2 separate regions of the Pan troglodytes genome follow, and region 2 is linked to region 1. The links are chromatin contacts, called in public Hi-C maps. All regions are on one chromosome and are shown on one strand. Each heading gives the region's core, a stretch centred on a gene start, on an enhancer-like site or on the middle of the called end of the contact. The rest is flanking DNA. Distances are from core to core; before and after follow the strand shown. Region 1 overlaps UBE2H (ubiquitin conjugating enzyme E2 H). Region 2 has its middle 41 kb from the start of ZC3HC1.

Region 1 (6,560 bases), core at 3,374-5,873:
TGAAATTTTTGTTTGTTTTTTGAAACAGAGTCTCACTCTATTGCCCAGGCTGGAGTGCAGTGGCGTCATCTCGGCTCACTGCAATTTCTGCCTCCCAGGTTCAACTGGTTCTCCTGCCTCAGCCCCCCAAGTAGCTGAAATTACAGGTGCCTGCCACCATGCCCGGCTAATTTTTGTATTTTTAGTAGAGTCGGGGTTTCACCATGTTGGCCAGGATGATCTCTATCTCCTGACCTCAGGTGATCCACCCACCTCGGCCTCCCAAAGTGCTGGGATTCAGGACTGAGCCACGGCGCCCGGCCTCACACTGAAGTATTTTTGATATATTGAGTTAAATGAAACATTTAACCTTTTTTAAAAAACGTGGCTACTAGAATGTTTTTAATGATAAATGTAGATCACATTCTATTTCTATATTTCTGCACTAGGAAGTGGGTTTGAGTTAAATCTAGTTTTATTTTCTGACCGTACTGCAGGTACCGGAGGTTGGGGACACCATTGTCAGTGGAAATGGGGATGTGTATGGGGAAAGGTCCTGATCCTCAGAGACCACGCCCATAGAGTGAGCCCTGGGCAGGAGGTCAGCCAGGGAGCATCTCATAGGGCCCAGGCAGCATGAGGTTCACACAGACATAGGTACCCACAGCCCCAGCGGGCATTGGGGACAGGCACTGAGCTTGGCACAGCATGATTCTTGGAAAGAACACGTATGGATGGCCTGAAGACCCAGGTTCTAGCATGGTTATGCCACTGTGTGACTAAGCCACTTGGCACAGCACAAGCAGTTAATGTCCTGTTCTACTCACCGAAGGGCTCACTGCAGTGAGTGAGACTCGCGAGGGGAAGCCCTCTTCAGCCCTGCCCATGGTGGTCCTCTCTGGAGGAGGGCATGTTTCTGGAATCCTGATTTGTTACCAGCACATAATTTTCAAATTGGCAGAAATGCATTGTTTAGCTGGGTGCGGTGGCTCATGAGAGCATTCTTATTTTTGTGCTAACTCTGAAATCCAGGGGGCATTTCACAAAGCACATCTCAATTTGGATGCTACATTTTCAACATTTAAAGTGACACGTAGTCCTACAAAACAAAGTTGTTTTGCAGAACAATTTACACTCGTTTTAAAATTTAATCCCAGTACTTTGGGAGGCCAAGGTGGGCAGATTGCTTGAGCCTAGAAGTTCAAGACCAGCCATGGGCAACATGGCAAAACCCATCTGTATAAAAAATACAAACATTAGCCGGACGTGGTGGCTCGTGACTGTAGTCCCAGCTACTCAAGAGGCTGAGGTGGGAGGATCAGCTGAGACTGCAGTGAGCCATGATTATGCCACTGCACTGCAGCCTGGGCAACAGAGTGGGATCCTGTTTCAAAAAAAAAAAAGAAGTGCATCTTTAAAAGCCTTGTCCTATGCGTGTGAACACACGAGTGGTGTGCAGCAGGCCCTGATGCGCTGCTTACAGAATTGAGGAAAGCGGAGGCAAGGCTGCCCACAAGGAGGCCGCAGCTTCTTCAAGGAGCCTCTTGCCGCGTGCTGGCTGGCCTTGGTGGCCAGGACCCCAGGAGAGGAAGCTGAGGGAGGCCTGAATGCCAGCCGCACCTGGCATCCGGCACCCCCTTCTAGGTTCATTGCCAAGTACCGGCAGCCAGAAGGGTGGAGTTTTCTCTTAGGGAGTCCAAGTCCGTTGTTGCCACCTCTGACCCCTCGACACCAGGTCCTGGGAGCCAAGTCTTGAGCCCCAAAGAGCTCTGAGGAGCCCAGGTCCACAGAAGTGCCCTTTTTTTGAAAATAAACACCCTTCACTACATAGGTACACACACGCGCGCGTGCAGACACACATGCACACACACACATACACACAGCCAGAGGGAAATGCTCCTATCTTTTATCTTCTAACATTAAATCCCTGGTCAGGATAACTATTCAGTTCCAAGACGTTGGGGGGTGCACACACAGTACACCCTGAGGCCCGAGAGAGCAGGCTTGGGCCCAAGTTGCACTGTCCGGGACTCAGGGGGGATGAGTCCCTGAGATGCTACTTACAAATAGGGCTGCTCAGCCTGCCAGGGGGCTGCAAGGCCTCTGCAGCTCCAGGGATTGTGGGAGTCAGAAAAATCCTTTGTCTTGGTTCTGGGTGGGAAGCGGGACACCCCCAGATCCAGTGTCACAGCCACTCATTCCCAGGGGGACAGAGCAGTCTTCAGAGCCAGCAAGAAAGCTGTGGGGCTCAGAGCCCATTAGCTTTCTTTTCCAGGACAACGTGCCTCAGAAACCCCGGTCCCCTTCCCAGGAAAGGAACAATGACTCAGGCAGGTAGTGACAAGCCACCTGCCACTTGGGAAACAGCTAGACTGAGGCTGAGAGGGTGAGTGGTGCTGGGTGAGATTACTGGGGTTGGTGGAGGGGGGAGGTCGGGGGACCCAAGTGCCGGCGACTGCACTGAGACTTCTCCTGGGAGGGGTTTAAAAGCAGCTGCCTTATTGAGATCAATGGAATGACTGCTCACGTGACCCATGTACCTCTTAAGTCCCCTTCAGGCTGGAAAGTGCTCTACACCCCCAATGCTCTGAGTCTAAAAACTCTAAACCTGTGTTGAAACGCTGGTGTTTCGTGGTTAATATACAGCATCCTCTCTCAGTTACTCTATCCTATGACGGGGCACTGTTTCGCAGCCTGGGTGGAGTTGAGTCACAAGGTGGCAGAGTCAGAACCTACTAGTCTAGGGATGTCAGTTTACAGCTCAGTACCCAAGGTCCATGAAAGCCCAGTGAGGAGCCTGAAGTTGCACAGCTAAAGGAAGGGCTGGGACTCGAACTCATGGCTCTGTGGTTCAGTCCTTCGGCTAAAGGGTCCATGAGCGCCACCCACAAAGAATGTATTGAACGTTTTGCTTCTGGGCTCTGGAGGCATCCAGGGTAGCTGGGGGGTTCCCTGCCAGTGAGGAGGGAGCAGGCACTGGCACACCATTCCTCAGTAGCCCGACCTCATTCAATCTGGCAGGTAGGTATGAAGCCGGGTCAACTGGCGCGAATGCATCAGGATGTAGGGAAGGAGAAAAAGGAGTTTAGGGGAATAAGGAGAAAACAGTGGAAAAGAGCTGGAATGAGAACACGCGAACAAAGCAACACTATTTCCTTTGTCTTAAGGTCCTGCTAACAAAACCGTCTCCATTAGACTGAGCGGCATCGCCATCTGGTGGTAACTAAAGGCAAACGCTTTAGAAAGGAATCGAAATGGTCTAATCCAGCAATTAGCATTTTACCATGCAAAACCCACCGTTCCTCATTTCCCAGGAGGCTTAGCACTTGGCAGAAGACCACCTGTTTAGGCAGATCAGCCCCAGCAGGAAGGTGCACTGTCCTTGAACTCCAGGCCACGGAGTATCCTCACTCAGCGTGAGTTGACAGGGCTTAGGTTTAGGCATGGGGGTAGATAGGGACCTTCGGGCTTTCCACGGCTCTAGTGGAGGAGCCTCACAGCCCCGTTCATAGCCAGCAGTTGTGCATCTGAGTTCCAGGTTCAAGGACAGGCCTCTGGGCAGAGCCTCTTGGTTCTTACTGCCTAAGGGTGCCACTCCCTTCCCAAATTAATTTAGTCATCTGCATTCTAAGAGCTGCTCAGCCAAAAGAAGCCAGCGTCTGCTGCTCAAAGGAGCCAGAACAGAGAGGGTACTTTAGAAAACCAGCTGAGAGTAATCATGAGGGCTATTATCTTATTGATCAAGGTCCAGCCATTTGCCAAGGTATATACACGTTTATTTAAAAAAGTTTACAGTTTTCATTATACACAACTATTAAGAGGTTATAGTCAGAGGAGGCATGTGTCCTGTTGACAGACGTGCCTACTAGATCATCACAATGCAAGGAGAAAGAAACGTGGAAGGGAGGAGACAGGGCGAGAAAAAATAAGCGATAAAAAGCTTCAGATTTCAGTTAGGGGCTGGCAGTCCCTTTTATCTTTTCAAGTATCACACAATATGTACCAAATACAATCTGTAAATAATGGCCATTTCTTCCCAAGCCCACAGCCAAGATGAGTGTTAGGCTAAATTCAGAGCCCTGGCTCTTCCTCAGATGAGTGGAAAACCTGCGCATGACAGGGCCGGCTCCCCCTTCTCAAAGGGCTTCCTCCCACTCATCCCATCCCTAGCAGAATCGCCGAGGTGTTCACGGGCCAGAGAAAGCACAAACATGGATTCAGAAGTCCAAAGAAATGCAGTTCGTTGCGCTCAATCAGAGATATATGATTTCATTCAACAAGGCTGGAAGCCCAGTTGGGAAGTCGATAAAAAATCTTGCTTTTTTAAATGGCTTTTACTTTTCTAAGTCACTGAAACAAGGAAGGGCCACATGCCGTTTAAAATCAAACACTAGTTCCCAGAGACTTGGTGTCCAGAAACTTGACCCACAGAGGCTAGCGGAGGATCTGTCTTTCATGATTCTCAGCCATCCCAACGGGAGGCCTAACATGAAGCATGTGCCAGGCCAATGCCAACTAGGACTTCAGGGGGCCTTTGGAGGGAAAAATTCCTTTGAGAGGAGACATTCCTCAGGAGCTTAGATCAGCCAGCTGGCAGTCAGAACAGCTTTTGAAGTGGATGAGAAATGTTAGGTACTGGAGAGATGATATGGCAACTCCTGATAATGACCTCACTAGGATAAAATGCTGGTTGAAACTGCACAGTAACCTCAAGGAGGGTGATGAAATTGACGACAAAGCCAAATGTCAGTGTCTAAGATGGCTACCACTGACCCTGTGCCCAAAAGCCCCCCAGTGCTGGGGCTTCCAGAGGGAGCCCAAGGGTGGTGGATTCAATTTTGCCAGGTTGCAACCATCTTGCTTGTTGGTGTTTGGCAAGAGCTTGAGCTCAGTTATGTGAACAGGGGCAAAGAATGGCTTGTGCTGGTAAAACTCAAGGGAGGATCCAAAAACTATGGGCACTAAAAAGGGGAGGGAAACCGCCAGAAGTGGCTCTGACCTGCTGCCGCTGCCACCACCTCTAAAGCCAAGAATGTAGAGCCTCTGCCCAGGGATCTGGATGCTTTCCTGAGTGTTGGAAGGGCAGCCTGGAAAGGCATTTGGTGGTGAAACACCGCTGCTCCAGACTTACGCTACCATCTATTGTTGGGGGCCAGAGTCCTTGGATTCACTGCCAGGCCTTCTTCCAGATCTTTCTGTACCTGTGTGTTTGGGCTCCTACTCCCACCTCTCCCAGGTGCAGGGAGAGGACAAAAAGCATAAGGGACTCTGTTCAACCCAGCAAAAGTCAGTTTCCCAGTGGAGAGGCAAAGCCCCACCCAGAACATAAACATGCATGGGACCAAGGTTAGTGCCCAGACAGGACAGACTTGCACAGAACAAGAGGGCACAGTGGGATCCATGCGGCAATTACAGGAGCTTCCAGTGCTAACAGAGGAGCCTTATACCACCTTCATCACACAGACTTAGATGGACACACACACACACACTCTCGCTCACACTCTCACACATGTGCACACATACACACACACACTCTCTCTCTGCAGCCACACTCAAATCTGCTTAACTCCTACAACCTCCCCCAGCAGGTCATTTGACAATTCTGCATCTTCCGCTCTCTGGTGCTGGGGCTCTGGTCAGAGGCGAGCCAATGTCTTATCATTAGAGAGATGTGGGATTAGGTAAGGGGCAGAGTCATGGCACTGCTCACACACCTTCCCGAAACTGGGGTCTATTCAGTTTTTTGACAAGATCAAAAGCAATTCTTAACTGGTCATTATTTTTTTTAAGGTAAGTAGAACACTATTGTTTATACAATATTGAAAAAATACAATTTTTTATTGTTTGAACTCAAATCACCACCCAGCACTTTAAGCCTACCCTAAATAGCACCTACAATATATGTCATAGCACAAGCAAACTGCAAAGTCAGCAGGTAAGCAAGTTAGACAGTGCCAGCAGAGAGACCCTCCCTCCCCCAAAGCAATGAGAAGACAGCGTGCTAGGTAAGAGTGAAGTACACCATTACATGTTAAATAGTTAATACTACCCTTCCAGCAAGCCACAGATGCTAGATGGATAACTCAGTACGGTTAACTAACCACAGCCCTACATCACTGCACTTTTTTTTTTTTTTTTTAAAGAAAACCTTTTGCTTCATGCCCGTAATTAACATAAAGTAAGTAAATTCTTTGTCTTTTTATTTAGGAAAATAATCATGCTAAAAGCAAGTTGTACTTTATATAGATTTTCAAACGAAAGATTGATTGTGCTTTTTGAATAAAAAAGATAGGGTATCTTCCAACCTCACTGACTTAAACCTTGTGGAATACAGCACTTCTAAACTAAAAACACACGTCAAAAAGAAAAATTAAATAATCCCAGTGGGATGCTCAAAAATCGTCTTTAGAAGGTTTTAGGATTGGCTAATTCTGCTATTATCTTATTGGCTGCGGCAAAAAAAGAACACAGAGCTGCTATCTAAAATTTCTCCAAACTCCCCTCCGAGTTCAGCAGGCAACACTCAGATTTGAAAGAAACTCTGCAGCAACCTGGACATATGGTTAGCTGAGTCGACATTT
Region 2 (6,555 bases), core at 1,205-3,704, 180 kb after region 1:
CTTGGGTGCCCTTGCCAACTGTGCCACAAATGGTCCCTCCAGTAGAAAGCCCCTCAAGGGCCAGAAGGGGTAGGGCACTTTCATTCTCATTTTTTGTACCTTTTAAAAAAGTATTTTCTCTCTCTTTTTTTTTTTTTTTTTTTTTTTGAGATGGAGTCTCGCCTTGTCGCCCAGGCTGGAGTGCAGTGGCACAATCTCGGCTCACTACAACCTCTGCCTCCCGGGTTCAAGCGATTCTTCTGCCTCAGCCTCCCAAGTAGCTGGGATTACAGGCACACGCCACCATGCCCAGCTAATTTTTGTATTTTTAGTAGAAACGGGGTTTCACTATGTTGGCCAGGCTGGTCTCAAACTCTTGACCTCATGTGGCCTACCCACCCTGGCCCCCCAGAGTGCTAGGATTACAGGCATGAGCCACTGCACCCGGCCTGAAAAAGTATTTTCTAATTTTATTAGTATTTTAAAACTTGGTACTGTGAAACATAGCACCTATTTTGTTCCTCATTTCACTTTGGAAAACCCCCAGGTTGAGTTAGTGGGAGTTGAGCCCAGTCACTGTTGACTGGCTACATGGGCCTGGGCAGTGCTGAGACTTGGCAAGAGAGCCCAGGGCCCCCTGAGGACCAGTGGGGCACAGAGAGTGGCTACGGGTGTGGCATGGGATGGAGGAGAGGGGGAAGCTGCTGCCCGGTCCATCTCTCATTCGTGGAGCTTATTTTCCAAACACTCTAAGGCCTCAGTTCACATTCTGTTCCCCACAGAGGAGGCTCTGCGTCTCTGAACTGTTGTCAGGCCCCACCAGGCTCTTCACTGTTTGGAGCCAGATCTACGGAGCCAAACTGCCTTGACCTGCTTTCTGAGGAGGGGACAGGCAGAAAGAGCCAGCCCTAGCCAGATTCAGCCCGCAGAAGGTGTTCCAGACTCCAAGCAGCCTGCTGGCCTAGCTCCAGGCCCAGGTGGCTGCAGACTCCACAATGGGTGACTCAGGTAAGCTGTGCTGGACAAACAAGCCAGTATTCTCAGCCCAGCAGGGTGATGCCTGTCATAAGCTTTCCTGTCGTCATTGTACCACCATTTCCTGAGGGTGGCCTTGCCAGGCCCGGAGCCAGGGTCCATGGAGACTGGCAGGAATGTGGTTATCTTGGTTTATGTCTTGTTGCCAAGGTGCTTCCCGATGCTTCTAAAGCTGGGCTTGGCGCTGATCCACCAGCACCTGTGCTGTCTGATGGTGGCATGGAGGCCGCTGGGCTGAAAGAGCCCTACTGAGACCACAGACAATCTGGGGAGGAGATACTGGTATGTGTCTTTCTCATGATCCCAACACCTATAGTTTTGGTGCTCCCTTCCTTCAGGAGTCCCAAAAGACCAGGCAAGCTGGAGACACTTGGCCAGAGAGGCGACTGGGCTTAAACAACCAGCTTAAACAAACAGCTACTATTTCCCGAGCACTTCTCATGTGCCAGGCACTGCTCTAAGCACTTCACATATGCCAATGAATTCTCAAAACATTCCTGTGACACAGCTACTAGTATTATCCCTATTTTACAGATGAGGAAGCTGAGGCTGAGTCATAGGCTCAGAAACACACAGCTGGTGACCAGTGAATCCAGGATCTGAACCCAGGCTATGGAACCTAGAGCCTGCTAGATCCACCTGCCAAGCTACCTGACCGAGAGCTGGTGGGTTTTTTTTGTCCCCCTTTATTTTTCTTTTTTATAAACAAGGTGTCTTGCTCTGCCACCCAGACTGGAGTGCAGTGGTGCAATTATAGCTCACTGCAGTCTCGAACTCCTGGGCTCAAGCGATCCTCCCACTTCAGCCTCCCTAGTATAATGGGACTATAGGCACGTGCCACCACTTCTGGCTAGTGAGCTGGTGCTCCTAACTCTCACAGGGTACTGCCTCTCTTCTGCTCTGTCATGATGACTGTAGTGCAAGAAGGGGACTCAGCAAGAAGCCTCAGGATTCTAGGCGTGGCTCAGCCACAACCTGCTGTGTGATCTTGGCCTTCACTCCCCACTCTGGCCTTCAGAGTCCTCAGGGATTAGACCAAGTAGTCTACAACTCTGCTTCCAGTTCTGTGGCTCTGACTCACGTGGAAACAGCAGTGGGGAAAGGCCCTATCCCTTAGCCCCACCGGAAGTGTCTACTGCTGATTACCAAGGACAGCCTCACGGGCTTTTGAGAAGGGCAGGGATCAACTCCTGACCTGGTGACACTGATGGAGCAAAGCTGCTTCCCCACTCCACACCTCAGTTTCCCCACTCCTTCCAGTGGAGATAATGACCTCTGTGTGCTCAGTGCTACCGTGAGTCAGGGTTAATTAGCATTAGTCATAGACTTGGGAATCCTCACAAGAAAAGCGTCATCTGGTGGGTCTCGGCTGTGCCCTGGCTGTGATGAGACACCACTCATGCCCCTGTGAGTGTGTCATCATGCTTCATTAGTGGCTTGCCTAACTTTGCAGGTCGGCCCTGGGGTGGCCCAGCCCTGAGTGTGGGTGCTGAGATCAGCCAAAGGATGACACCTGGGGAGGGCTGCATGTGTCCCAGGGTGGCTGCCAATGGCTCACAGTCCCCTGGATTTCCCTTTCGGTTGACTTCCCATTCAATCGGGTTCTTGTCATTGCTACTCGAGCCACTATTCCTGGATGCAAGGCCCCAACTCTGACCTTAAATTTAGAGGTTTTTTTTTCCTTCTCTGTCTCCTCAATAAATACCCATTCTCATTTCTGTCTCTCTGCTGACTGTTTCAATGCTTTCAGTTTCTTTCTGTTTCCATCACCGCACTTGGTAGAGCTTAAGTGGGGTTAGGGGAGAGACCCTGTAACAAAATAAGGACAAAGTAAGAATGATGATGTCTTGTGTTGGCAAGGCCAGCTAGGTAAGCCAGATGTGGAACACGGGGGACATCTAGTGGCCATAGTGGGTACTGCTAGCATTCTTGCCTGGCACCGAGGTCACATTCTTGAACTTTTTTTTTTTTTTTTTTTTTTCTGAGACAGGGTCTTGCGCTATCTCCCAGGCTGGAGGGCAGTGGTGTGATCACAGCTCACGGCAGCCTTGACTTCCCAGGCTTAAGGGATCCTCGCACCTCAGCCTCCTGAGTAGCTGGGACTACAGGTGCACGCCACCACACCTGGCTTTTTTTTTTTTTTTTTTTTTGGTAGAGACGGGGTTTCCCGATGTTGTCTACTCTGGTCTTGAACTCCTGGGTTCAAACAATCTGCCTGCCTTGGCCTCCCAAAGTGCTGGGATTACAGGCATAAGCCATCACGCCTGGCCTCATACCTGAACTTGATTCTCAAGTCGGCTACAGTGACTTGCCCCAGCTCTTGGAGACTTGGGAGATGGCACGATCCTTAGGAGGGGAGATTTTCTTATCACTTAATAGCTGATAAATTGCATTTCCCTTGACATCTGGTTTCTCTGGATCTACAGAAGAAAGGTCTCAGGCTGGGCGCGGTGGCTCACGCCTGTAATCCCAGCACTTTGGGAGGCTGAGTCGGGTGGATCCTTGAAGTCAGGAGTTCAAGACCAGCCTGGCCAACATGGTGAAACCCCATCTCTACTGAAAACACAAAAATTAGCTGGGCGGTAGTGGCATATGCCTGTAATCCCAGCTACTCAGGAGGCTGAGGGAGGAGAATTGCTTGAGCCCGGGAGGTGGAGGTTGCAGTGAGCCGAGATCCCACCACTGCACTCCAGCCTGGGCGACAGAGACCCTCCCTGTCTCAAAAATAAAAAAAGGAAAAAAAATCAGTCCAGCATGGTGGTGGGCACCTGTAGTTCCAGCTACTACGGAGTCTGAGGCAGAATCACTTGAACCCAGGAGGCAGAGGTTGCAGTGAGCTGAGACTGCAGTATTGCACTCCAGCCTGGGCAACAGAGCAAGATTGTCTCAAAACAAAAACAAAAACAAACAACCCAAGTAACAATGGAATTAAACATCGCCATGCATGTATAACTATGTCCTTGGTTAAAGGCAGGCAGTGGGGTCTGCCTTGGAGGCTGATGGGCTGAGTTTGAATCCCGGCCCTCACTTACTGGGCTGTGTGACCCTGAACAAAGTAATTAACTTATGCTTTTGTTTCCTCATTTGTAAAAATGGAACAGTAATTATACCTTCCTCATAGGACTGCTATGAGGCTTAAATAAGATAAAATGCTTAGACCAGTGCTTGGCAAACAATCTGTAATTACAAGTGATAGCTATTTGCAGCAGTAGTAAAATCAAGTTTCAGAGGCTCTCCTGCTCAAGACTGATTCCCCACATTTCAGTAGGAGGTAGACTCCAGCTGCAGTCTTGGTTTTGCTATCACTTTTTTTTTGAGACGCAGTCTCCTTCTGTCACCCAGGCTGGAGTGCAGTGGCGCAATCTCAGCTCACTGGAACCTCCGCCTCCCGGGTTCAAGTGATTCTCCTGCCTCAGCTTCCCAAATAGCTGGGACTCCAGGCACCCATCACCACGCTCGGCTAATTTTTGTATTTTTAGTAGAGATGAGGTTTCACCACGTTGGCCAGGCTGGTCTTGAACTCCTGACCTCAAGTGATCCACACACCTCAGCCTCCCAAAGTGCTGGGACTGTAGGTGTGAGGCACTGCACCTGGCCTTGGTATCACTTCTGATTGGCTCAAAACCCATTGTGCCATCAAGTTATTCTTGTGTGCCTTTCCTTCTGCTCCATTGGTTCTAGTTAGGTTGGACAAGACTGGCTAAGAAATGGACACAGAGGCTAAAAAGGATTTTCTTGTCTCTGTGATCCTGGCTTCCCTGTGAGAACTATGAAGGCCTTGGAGGTGAATCTTGAGTCCCTTCTAGGCTTCACATTTTCTGTTCCTACTACCATCCCTTTGAGGGCTGTTACTGACACACTATAGGAAACAATTTTCCTCCATATCTGCTTACTGGGATATCAATAGGTGGCTAATAGAAAGTGAGTACAGAAAGCTGAAGAGTATGTGATTATAATGATCTGACTTGTTGGATAATCTCTGGATAAGTGACCAAATCTCCATGACCTACCTGTCCTACACAGAGGCCTTTGTATGTTCCTGTTTCCCTCTCTTCCTAATTGGCTTCAGCTATACAACAGTCAGTTCAACTAGAGAGGCACTGTGGCAAGAAAAACAATAACCACCACAGCTGTAGCCAAGGAGCAACGAGATAAAAGAGAGTATGGGATATAGATAGAATGAATGGTCTCTAATTAAAGGGTTTAAATGCAGCATTCACTTCTGAGGGCATGGGCCAACTGACCAAGATGGCAGCTGTATAAAGCCAAAGAAAACCTAGAATAGAAATAAAACTAAACATAGAAAGGAAAACTGAGGAGAAGGAAGTGTTTGTACCTTTGTCGATGGTCAAGCTGTGCATGCAGCTGTTTTTATTGCTAAGATGGAATAGGATGGAAGGGATTCAGAAGTGGCTCTCAGGCACCCACAACCAGAAGAAGAGTATAAGTGAGGAAAGCCCCAAAGAGAATGCTCCACCTGTTAAGTCTATTAAAGTTGGCTGAAATCAAAAAGGAGCCAGGAGAAAGACTCTCTTCTGGGCACTAGTATCCCGTGAGTGGCTGCAAGATATTCCTTTCTACTGTGAGAGGGAGATCTCAACTTTGAGCTTGGGAAAGAAAACCATAGACTCACAGTGCTTGGAAGATATTCCCAGCTGTATCGTAATGGAAAGAACAGAAGCTGGGAAAGATGGATTTCAGTGTGGCTCTGCCTCATTCTAGCTATATGACAGCTAGTTATTAGATGTCTTTGAGCTTCAGTCTTCTCGGTAAAAACAAAATCTACTTGGATGGGGAATGCAACCTTTGTTAAAACACAGAATCCTAGAGGATTTGGTGGAGAAAATTAGTGAAAGGAGAATCTGAAGGTTGGGGGGGACTGTAATAATGGGGTATGAATAATCTGGAATGGCAAGGGCTCTTCAAAATGCCACCACCTGTCCTGATCACTGAGACCAAGTACTGCAAAAGAAGGTGCTGGCCTGAGAGGTCAGGAGGAAGGCGCTGAAGTTCTATTTACCAGCAGGAGACAACACAGAAATCACATAGGATCCTCATAAGCTACCTAATGTGGCTAACACAGGTGGAAAAATTCCTTAGAATGACGACTTTTAATGCTACCTTTGTGGATAGTCAAGTAGCAAAAATGAAATTTCAGGCAATTATCTTCTTTAAAGGGATCTAACAAAAGGAAAAAAAAATTCAGGCTGGGCGCAGTGACTCATGCCTGTAATCCCAGCACTTTGGGAGGCTGAGACAGGCAGATCACTTGAGGTCGGGAGTTTGAGACCAGCCTGGCCAACATGGCGAAACCCTGTCTCTACTAAAAATACAAAAATTAGCCGGGCATGGTGGTGCGTGCCTGTAATCCCTGCTACTCGGGAGGCTGAGGCAGGAGAATCACTTGAACCCGGGAGGCAGAGGTTGTAGTGAGCCAAGATCACACCACTGCACTCCAGCCTGGGCAACAGAACAACACTCTGTCTCAAAAAAAAAAAAAAAAAAAAAAAAAATTCAAATAAAGAATCAAATCAGGAAGAC

Evidence for each region. Hi-C and Micro-C count contacts between places; a contact is called where the count stands out from the background.
Region 2: a Hi-C map of stem cell-derived neural progenitor cells shows a contact between it and region 1, with 7 times the contacts expected there. The contact joins two enhancer-like sites. A contact is called at or near these places in 5 of 7 Hi-C or Micro-C datasets (blood, induced pluripotent stem cells, a lymphoblastoid cell line and 1 more) and 1 of 1 datasets of contacts at active chromatin or transcription factors (stem cell-derived excitatory neurons).

What each region holds. Positions count from the first base shown.
Region 1 is chr6:145,188,663-145,195,222 of NHGRI_mPanTro3-v2.0_pri, forward strand. It overlaps UBE2H (ubiquitin conjugating enzyme E2 H), which reads right to left. Exons shown (of 5, transcript XM_003318791.7): 5 at 3,734-6,560. Among named protein-coding and RNA genes, the nearest start is that of MIR183, 59 kb to the left of the region's middle. Within about 2 kb of position 4,624, at least 10 of the 24 cell types and tissues checked have an H3K27ac peak or open chromatin away from gene starts, as enhancers often do. A contact at or near this core is called in stem cell-derived neural progenitor cells, where this site is marked.
Region 2 is chr6:145,369,172-145,375,726 of NHGRI_mPanTro3-v2.0_pri, forward strand. No RefSeq gene overlaps it. Among named protein-coding and RNA genes, the nearest start is that of ZC3HC1, 41 kb to the right of the region's middle. Within about 2 kb of position 2,455, at least 3 of the 24 cell types and tissues checked have an H3K27ac peak or open chromatin away from gene starts, as enhancers often do. A contact at or near this core is called in stem cell-derived neural progenitor cells, where this site is marked.